Linked DNA regions of Anser cygnoides: region 2 is linked to region 1. The links are chromatin contacts, called in public Hi-C maps. All regions are on one chromosome and are shown on one strand. Each heading gives the region's core, a stretch centred on a gene start, on an enhancer-like site or on the middle of the called end of the contact. The rest is flanking DNA. Distances are from core to core; before and after follow the strand shown.

Region 1 (4,629 bases), core at 618-3,117:
CAAAAAAATCTGGCTGATGAAGCCTGGTCTCTGCAGCCTAGCAGCTGGTTAGACGTACTTTGCTCTGAGCTAAGACCAGGTAGGTTAAAATTCAGAAGGAAAAAAGGAAAAAAAAAAGACAGCTAGGCAGTATAATGAGACGGTTCAATATTCAGTGTATCTGACAGAGGCAGCTCCTGATCGGCCAGAGGCCAAAGCCACGCGTGGAGCAGCTCCAGCTTCGCAGCCCCAGCTGGTAACGTGGGACCTGCGCAGCCCACGAGGGCTGGCAGGAGGCAGCAGTACCTGCCCTCGCACCTCGCTGTTTAGGAAGTGAAAGCCACTTAGAGAAGGAGCAAATAATGACCCGGCTCGGGATAAGCTTGAAGATTAAACAGGTCCGGAAATGCTGAGTGGTGCAAGAAAGAATTTGTGGGAAGAGGAGAGATTTGTGGTTAAGCCTCCTGTTCCTACACGGCCAGCTTGCTGCAGTACTAGTTAGTCAAGCCCTTGACTATCTTTGGAATTTATTGAAGAGGCATTGGTCTGTGTATTTAATTTGCATCATAATGGACTTATGGTACCAGACAAACAAGTCCCTGTCCTAAGGGGCTTCCGCAGATAGGTGAGCTCTGGCAGTTCAAAGATTCCCCACACAAGTTTTGTTAGTTAGGGACAGAAAGGGAAAGCCAAGACTTCTCACCCATCCCAAAGGAAGGGATCCTCCCAGGTCAGTGGGTGGGAGCCGCATTTCAAGGCCCTGATTATGCAGCAAAATAGCAGCGCCTTCAGAATCAGATAGGCTAATGGAAAAACAGCAAGCCTGATTTAATTAAGAGCTGTTGCGTTACATGAAAACCTCTCTGATTTACAGTTGTTTTCCTCGACATGCCTCGGTGGCACGCTAGTGATCCAAGCTCGCATCCCTTTTGTGCTCAGAGCATCTCGGGGGGCCCTCACTGCTGCCACGAGAGTTGGGCTGGGGGGCGAGTGCCTTTCCCAGGTCTCGTCCTGCAGTGCAGGGTGCTCAGGGCTGAGCTGGGGCAGGGAAATCACCGCCAGGTTTGCCCTTTGAACACCTGCAGCCTGCGCAAGGCCAGGGCTGCCAAACCCAGCAGCACCCCGCTTTTGCAGGGCAGCGCTCCCCAGCTCGCTCCAGCCCCCAGCCCCCTGCTTTGGGGCACCAAAGGGCGGATTTGGGGGGCTCCCAAGGGGGGGGTTCTGCAAGTCCCGCTTCCACGCAGACCTGGGGGCTCCGCTCACGCACCACTGCAGAGAGTCAACACATCACATCATCACCCCAAAACCAGGGCAAGAGGAAGGGAAAAGCCCTTGAGACTCGAGAGCAGTGTTTGCTCTTCACCGCCGTCTGCCCGTGGCCCCTCTCAGCGCCCCGGTCAAGTGGGCGAGGGGCTGCAGGAGGAGGAGGAAGGAGAGGAAGAGAAGGGGGGGAGCGAGGTCCCTGGGGGCTGCCCCCAGCACCCTTGGGGGGCTCCTGTCCCCTCTGCGGGCCAAGGGGGGGCTGCACCACCGCTGCCCCCCGGGTGTCAGCAGGGGAGAGCCGGGGCTGGCTGGGGGGAGGATGCTCTGAGGGGGGAACGCGGGGGCTGCTCGGGATGGGGGCTGGCAAGGTGTGGGGTGACAGGAGCAGCTCTTACCAGCTTGCCGGAGCGCTCCCGAGCCTTCTTCACCTTGCCGTAGGTGCCTTTCCCCAGCGTCTCCAGGAACTCGTAGCGGTGCTTGAGGTTGTGCTTGTGGTGGTGCCGCTTCACCGCCTGCTTCTTGGGCGCCGGCGACCCGCCGAGCCCCCCCGGCTGCGGGGCGCCCCCCGGCCCCGCCGCCCGCTCCATGCCGAGCTCCCGGCACGGCTCGGCCCGGCCCGGCCCGGCCCGGCCGCTAAATGCGGGGCCGCCCCGCCGGCCGCGCCCCCCCCGCGCCCATTGGCCGCCCTCCCGCCCGCCCCGCCCGGCCCCCGGTGCGGAAAGGGGGCGGGAGGCGAGAAATTTGGGGGGTAGGGGGGGGATCCCGGCAGGGCTGGGGCGTAAGGGGGGCCCCGGAGCTGGGGGGAGCAGCTGTAAGGTGGGGGGGGTTGGATTTGGGGAGGGGGGAGCAGAGGCAGCCCCCCCCCCCCCGGGAGGGTTGTAAAGGGAGTAAAGAGGGGGGTTAATGCGGGAGGGGTGCGAAGGGGGTCCTGCATTGCAGGGGGGGGGGTAAAAGGGGGGTGCTGAGGGCTGGGGATGGAGGTTTTGGGGAAGGTGCTGCGGGGAGGTGCTCGCACACAAAGGAGGGCCAAGGGGGCGCAGGGAGGGTGCGGGGCAAAGCCTGGGGGGTTCGCACCGGGGGGTGCGGGGACACGGGGACGGACGGGCGGACGGACAGACAGACACATGCCCACGGGTTTGCTGCAAGGAGCCCCAGCGCACCCAGGACTCTCTGCAAAAATAAAAATAAAAATAAATAAATGGGGGACACGGCCGCCTGCTGCCCCGGTGCTCCCGCACGAACCCATTTCGCGGACGTTTCTGGTTAACTCTGCAGCACCTTCCCGTGCGGTCTTCTCGCCCCTGTGGTAAATCTTTGTTTGGAGATATTAAAAGAATGCAATTATTTCCCAAAGCAGCCAAAACAAAAGCTCTTGCCCGGCTCTGGCATGTGTGAGGACACACCGTATTGATCAAAGAGGCAGATAACTGCAGCATTACTCAGCCCCGCGCTCCGACCTGGATTTTCCCACCGCTTCCAGCGGCTCGGGGCAGACGGGGTGAGGCAGAGAGATGCTGCAGAGCGTGCAGCGAGGGGATGAGCGCGCCCAGCCCCGGCCCCCTGCTGCAGGCTGTGGGCCCCCGAGCACAGACATAGCGGCCGTGCCTCGTCGACGTCAGGATGAGACCCAGGCAGAGGTCCTGTGCCCCCGGCTGCTCTCGCAGTCTGGGTATCAGAGGGCTGAGGTTACGAATGTCCTGCTGAGCACACCCGTCCTGCGGCACGGCTGGAGCCCAGGTTGTGGGACACAGCCGCGCACCGGGCTCCTGCTCATCCCCGCCAGGGATCAGCCTCGGCACTCAGCGGGCTCCAGGTTAGATACCATCGAGGCAGAGTTAGGACACGGAGGGATCTTGTGTCTTGTGGCTGTGTGGAGCCTCTGTTCTGCCTCTGTTCTGCACAAGACTTCGGGGATAACCAACGTTTTGCAGATTCGTGCTGGCCCTGCATCCTCTCCACCACGAACCTGCCCCACACAGCAACCCGTGGGCAAACCTGGCTTCCTGCTTTACCATCAGTTGTCTCGCACGGCACGGGGGCTGGGGGGATGTCCTGAGATAGCGCAGCAGGGTTGCACTACTGAATTATTTAGTGTGTGGTAACAGGAGCTGCTTTTCAATCTGAAGGTAGCGAGCAGGGCCCATAGGGAAGATAAACAAGGCGTAGAAGAGATTAACTAAACTGCAGTAATTTCAATGTCAAAGTAAACAGATAGGATCCTGTTCAGGCACAGCCTGGAGATTGCAGGAGAGTGGAAGGGGAAGGAGCAGGCCTCCTGATCGCAGCAAGGCAGGCGATTTCCCTTGGCTGAGATGAAAGCTGCCGTGGCTCCCGGACGCGGCCAGCCCACGCCTCTGCCTACGGAGCGATCCCCCGGCGGCTGCGGGATTGCTCGGGGTTGAGCCCACCGGCCCAAGAAGCACTCGAGCACGCATTTAGCTTTAAGCACATGTTTATTGCTCTTCTTGATTTATAAGGATGCCTTCCAGAGGCTTTTCCCTGTGATGAAAGGAAACGAAGTGTCGGGCTTGCTTCTCTTTCTGTTTCTACCAGAGGAATTCTTCTCCGCGATTTTCTGTGCAGTCACTGACACGTAAGCTTAGGTATGCTTTTGTTCCAGACTACCTCAGGAAGCCTTTTTTAATGGAAATGTCAAGGGACACAGATCTAAGTCTGCTGGAATCCACTGATAAGGATCCTGTATTGCAGCAGTCAGTGGTAGTGGTAGCGCTGCTTCCTCAGCAGCGGGGAAACCCACAGAAACCCCCCTGCCCCCAGCTGCAGCCATCCTAAAGGTGGTTTCTACAGCAGCAGCCCTTTGTAACCAAGTGTCTGCTAACACCAACGTGAAAGTCAACAGGGGATTTGGCTCTGTGTCAGGGAAACCTCCTCAAAGCTAGTCTGATCAGCGCGATGCTTTGTAAGGACGGAAGCTTTATTCACCTCCAGCCTCCTATTTTTGTATTGTTATTTTTTAATTTTAAATCAATGCGGCAGTGTTACCTCTATACTAAAAGCATCCGTGTCGTGGTCCAAACCTGTGTCTCTGCCATTGGGCTTGGTGTGCACAGGCTCTGCTCACCTCTGTGAGCTGCTAAGGGAACAAACATGCCCCAGAAGACACGCTTATGGCAGCAAGCCCACCAAAAGGGAAAGGAAGGGTCCTGCCAGGCATTAAGATGCCAAAGATGACAAAGAGGCAAATGATCACCTCTGCTTAACGGTCTTCCAGGCTGGCAGCATTCCTCACCCTCTGCTGGGTAGTGCTCAGGCAGGTGTGAAACCCATTCTGCCCCTGAAAACACAGAGGAAGCGGTTTTTGCTCTGATCTTCCCCACTGGGTGCCCCATCCATCAGCAGAAGAAGGGAAACACATTAAACAGCAAT
Region 2 (5,365 bases), core at 1,526-4,025, 210 kb after region 1:
CAGTCAGCTTGAATGAAACCAACTGATAGCAATGTCCAGATAAGACTACACACACCCAGCAGCATCCTCGAGTTCTCTGCCACATCATCATCTGCAGTAGTCCTTTAAAAGGGTTTCTAAGAAGCCAGCACAAAACTGCTGCTGCATGCATGGCTTTTCACCTTGCTTTTCACCATCGCAGAATTATGGAAGGCAGGGATTAAGACTATTACAATCCAGTAGGTTAGAAACATCGTGTATAAAGACTACTTTCACAGAGCATCTAAATTTGTTTTTGTTTGCTTTCATACATTCCTCAGAAGTAATTTGCAAACCCTCAGAGCTTCTTGTGGATCCAACACAAAAGGCTCTGGGTTGAGATTTTCAGAGTGCAGCAGGCACACCGCAGACAGGCTGATATTTTCAAAGGGGCTCTGCAAAAGGACGCTCGAGGAGACCCACGCAGTTATGCTGGAAGAGCTGGGGCTGCTCTGTCACTTCATTGTTCAACAGATTTGATGCTTTTAGGACCAGCTCCTTTGATACCTAATCTGACAACTGACAAAGCTTCTATTGGCAGCTTCACTACAAAACCGGGCTGCTTAGTTGTTTTTTAATATTTGATTTATTGTTTTTTTAGAGAGCGCACTCACGATGCCATCAGCCACAAGAGCAGAGCCATCACACTAAACTCCATACAGAAAAACACACTGCCGCTTGAGTGCTCCAGCGAAATAAACAGTTCGGGGAAAAGGTTAGCGAGAGTTTATACTAGACACCCGCATTTTCTGGGGACTCTGGCGAAGATAAAACAGACCAAAAGGCTGCATTTTGTAACTCAGCAATCAATCCAGTGATCTGAGCTTCTCATGCTATGGATATGGTGTTTCTCACTGCTGACAAAAATGGACTACGCGCTTTTCAAAAAATGCTGCCAGCGGAGTTTGTTTGAAATACACTCAGTATCTACTATTACTGTTATATTACAGTAACGATAATCTTAGAAGAGTCTGTAAGACTGCTGCTTTGTTCACAAATAACGTTACCGTTATCTCTAGGCTGCTCCTGCACAAATCCACGGGGCCCGAACCTTCTAGCAACAGCTCCGCGTTGTGAAACACCTCGAGGTTCAGGTGCTTTAACCAGAACCACTTCGAGAAGAGGAGACGCTCTCGCAGAAGATGTTGCACAGGCTACGTATGTATCAAGTTGTAGGGGAATACAGCCATCAGCAGACAGCGCAGGAAAAAACTCCCTACAAGGAGAATTTTCCTACTAAATCCTAAGATTGGCTTATGCCCCAAAATACGGGGATTTATATCCCTTGTAAAGCTCTTTTTTAATTTACTATTAATTCTAGAGATTCTTGCTATCCATATCAAATTTCTAATCCTTTTTTCAAATCCCATAAGCTAAGCACTCTTGGCTTCCCCGACGTTTTGTGGTAATAAGTTCCAGAGTTTAAGGCACTGCCTGGAATTCAAGCGCAGGGCTGAGAATCAAGGGCTGAGCCTTCCCAGCTCCTGCACCACAGCCACTCCTCACCGAGGGGAAGAGTTACCAGGGAGCTGTGGTGACGCAAGCAAGTCCGGGTAGCATCACACATTAAAAATAAAGAGAAAATTACAGGTAGGGTGAATAATACAAATCGTTTAAAGGCTGGTACATGTTTTTCAGGAGTGCCTGACTGACTTTGGTGCCCAAGTCATTTGGGTACTTTTGAAGTTCTTACTCATGTTTTATTTCTATAAATTCCTGGTTACTCTCATGTCACGCATACAAACCCTACTCTCTCGAACCCATGTCTATGACTAAAACAGTGCCAGACCAGGATCTCGTTTGAGCTCGGCTACTTTCTCTGTAGTGCCCACAAGTCTGACAGGTCTAAATGAGGACTGAGAAAATTGTTTTTGATATGATCCCCCCCTCCAATTTCAGCAGTTATTTATATTTTTAAGGCAAAAAAAACAACAAAAAAGGCACGAAAACCAGGCACCTTGCCAAGTTTGGCCATCACCAGAGTACAAGTATTACTTGATTCCAGTGATTTTTTTTTTCTTCCTCCCAAAGCTGCCACGAAGGGGAAGACAAATTAATACCATAAGCAATTAATGCATCTTCCCCATCAAAGTCTGCAGTCGCACCAAAGCTAACACTCACGAAGCACTCACATCGCGACGCTTAGGTACCACGTCTGGGAAGAAAGCCTCTGCAAGCTCCCTTCCATCCGCGCAGGGCAGACAAGTTAACCTGGCAGCAAACCTAAGCGGAGCCTACCAGTAGGTGCAACGAGGACTTCCTTCTGTCGAGCGCCGGTTTCCTTTGATTCTGAAGATTCACTGACCCGTCCTCGCAAGCCCTCGGGATTTCGGCCTCGCGCTTCCCCACTTTTTTCCGGCTCAATCGCCTTTAAACCGAACTCGGTCACACCAGATGTCTGCAACAACGAGAAGCGGGGAAAAAACCCGGGCTACGTCCGCGCATCAGCGCAGCTGGCACCGCTCAGCAGCCCTACCTGCAGCCGCTCCTCCTCCGCTCCCCGACGTGCGAGCTCGGCTCCCCTCCTCGCCTCCCCGCAGCAAAACTAGCGCCGGATCGCTGGGAGCACCAGCGGGATCGGCGAGGGGCTCGCAACCGCCCCGTCCCAGCGGAAACCCGCCGGGACCCGGCGCTCTCTTCCCGGCTGCAAGCGCAAGGTCGCCCCGAGCACCCCCCACCCCCCGCCCCGGGACGGCCCCGGGCATCCCCGCAGCCCCGCCTCGGTGGTGCCCGGGGCTCAGCCCGGCCCCGGTGCTCAGCCCCTGCCTCCGCCGCCGTTTAAATGGGCAGGTTGGGGCCCGGCAGGGAGCATGCGCTGCCGCGGGCGGGGCGGGGGGGTCGGGGACGGCACCGGGACGGGGACGGGAACGGGGACGGGGACATCATCACGGGGACGGGGACATCACGGGACCGGGCGCCCCGAGCCCCGCAGCCGAGCCCCGGGGTCAGCCCCGCAGCCGGACCGGGGGGTTGGAAGCGCTCGGCTTTTTTCTTTTTTTTTTTTAATTTTAATTTTTATTTTTTCTTCTCTCTCCCCTCTCTTCTTTTTCCTTTCTGCAGGGGGAATTAGCCGTGCTCTGAATCGTTTCTTGTTTGCTTCGTTTTTTGTTTTTTTTTTTTAACTAATCTATTCATTACTTGTAATTGCTTGGATTGTATGCAAATGAATTCCGTGCTCTGGGAAGCTTGTGACCTGGCCCCCGGACATTATTCATGGGACATGGCTGCTTCAAATCACACGGCGTGTGCGCGCGAGAGGGGAAAGACAGCCAGCTTATGGGTGCTTACACACAGTCACACTCACAGAGCCCCTTGGGGTGGAAGGGACCTGAAAGATCACCCCCCGGCACCCCCCTGCCGCGGGCAGGGATGCCATTCAGACAGCTCCGGGTCAGTAATTGGTCTAACAATAACCGAACAGAAGCAGAGGTTGAGGAAAAATGAATATTCTGACTCACACACAGCCCTAGAGATGAGCAGCCTTCTAAAGAACAGCCTTCCTTAAACGTCTGCATCAACAAACAGTTTGTGCGAACGCTCACAGGCAGGGGACAGTAAAAAAAAAAAAAAAAAAAAAAGATTAGAATACAGCTGCCAAAAAAAAAGTTGATCTTCAATTAATGCTTGCTAAAGTTAGGGCCAGTTCTTCAGCTGACTGGCCATCAAAAGGCTTGGGTTAGTTTGTACTATTTAGAATTTGGCCATCCGTTTTGCAATATGTTTATCCAGCTCAGTTGCAGAAGCATTATAAAGATCTAGTTATTTTTAATCTTTGCAGGTTCTCTCCTTTGAGCAACTTTGTACCTCTCAAGGTCAAAAATCCCATTTCCCCATCACATTTCAGCTTGGATCAGCAGGATAGTCTTGTTTTCACCGAGCAGCTGCTCCCTCCCAAAGCTTGCTGAAAGGACTCACCCTACATGGCAAAAGCAGAGGAGCACCTGCATTTATTGTCACTTGAACTGATGAGAACTCGCTCGCAGGGGTGGCTGACAAGGAGAAATGACACTCCTGTTTCCTGCAAAAAGTTTTTTGGCACTCCACATGCAGCTAGAAACTCATTGAAATTAAAAAAAAAAAAAAAAAAAAAGCCAACAAGCCCTGGAGAGCTAAGCTATGCCTTAAGCTGGTAAAGCGCCAGAGTCCAAATTTGGGTGGGGAGAACTGCCTCTGTTTTCTGCTCAGGGAAGTTCACAAGCAATTAAATAACTATTAGTGTTGCTTTTTTATTTTTTTTTCTTTTGCACTGGAGCATGTGACGCTCGCTAGGTGGATTCCTGAATGCTGTGCCTACAGTATCTGAGCTGGAGGTCAGCGTTGCAGGGCCCTGGTTAGAGTAGCAGCATGAAGTCGAGCTTCCTATTTGCAGCTCTACCTCTGACTCACCGAGTCTTGGTTCACACAAACAGACAGCTTTAAAAAACAACAAAAAAACTTGCAGGCTGTGACAGTGGATGCTCCTGGACTGCCGCTAAGAGGAGGCTCCGCTCCTCTCACTGAATGTCACAGCGTGCCAGCGCTGCTTCAGCAGGCCAGAAGATCTGTTAAGCTTTGCAAGCCAGAAGAGTGAAAACAGCAGCTCCACATACCATCCACTCTACACTAACAACAGGAGACAGGGCAGGCCACGGGGAGTCTTGTTGCTCTCAAAAGTCATGGGATACATGAACATTTACAGTTCCGTACCAGTACAAAAGAGCCAGTACCTCCTGCAGACGAAGAGGGGCTGTGCAGCTCAGAAGTGGTGCTCCAGACCACAGGCAGGGGTCCTCCCACTGCAAACAGGCAGAGAGTGTTTTCTACAATTACCAGGCAGAAAGTGGGTTTAACGACGTCTTACCGAACGAGGAGATTCTGAGTCATGCAGAGCAGATTAGGACAGCTGATACTCTGCTACCTCAAATACGAGGACGCTCACGCTTCACTCGGATTCCTGGTGCACTGACCAGCAGGCCTGGGGAATTTCTCTTTGGCTGAGGAACTAAAAAGTTTACAGGCTACTCAGATATGTCAGCCTTTGATACACGTGAGACAGAGTACGGTGGTGGCACATCAGTGACAGCACCCATAGCTGTGAGCATGCAGATTTGGGTCTGACAGCCCCCAGTCCAGCAGGGACAGCTGCAAGGGCAGCTGCTTCCCTGCGCTGCCTCTGGCCAGCTCACGCACCCATGGAGCGTGCCAGTTTCCAAAATACTGATGCTTGCCTACAGTCTGAGACAGGGCCTTCTACTGTCATTTCATAACCATTAGCCAAGGAAGAGAGGGCGCATGTCACGACAGGAAATAAAATACAGCCACACTGGTGGAACTTCCACTCCTCCCCGCTCAGGTCCTCCTTCCTCCC

The links. A called contact is a pair of places that touch in the nucleus more often than the background predicts.
Region 2: a Hi-C map of liver shows a contact between it and region 1, with 4 times the contacts expected there. The contact joins the promoter of SLC45A3 here to the promoter of NUAK2 in region 1. A contact is called at or near these places in 2 of 7 Hi-C or Micro-C datasets (both in liver).

What each region holds. Positions count from the first base shown.
Region 1 is chr25:4,341,897-4,346,525 of Taihu_goose_T2T_genome, forward strand. It overlaps NUAK2 (NUAK family kinase 2), which reads right to left and starts at 1,868. Exons shown (of 7, transcript XM_066982993.1): 1 at 1,638-1,868. The coding sequence starts at 1,829.
Region 2 is chr25:4,553,031-4,558,395 of Taihu_goose_T2T_genome, forward strand. SLC45A3 (solute carrier family 45 member 3) reads right to left here and starts at 2,776. Exons shown (of 8, transcript XM_066982915.1): 1 at 2,495-2,776; 2 at 2,257-2,416; 3 at 1-1,234.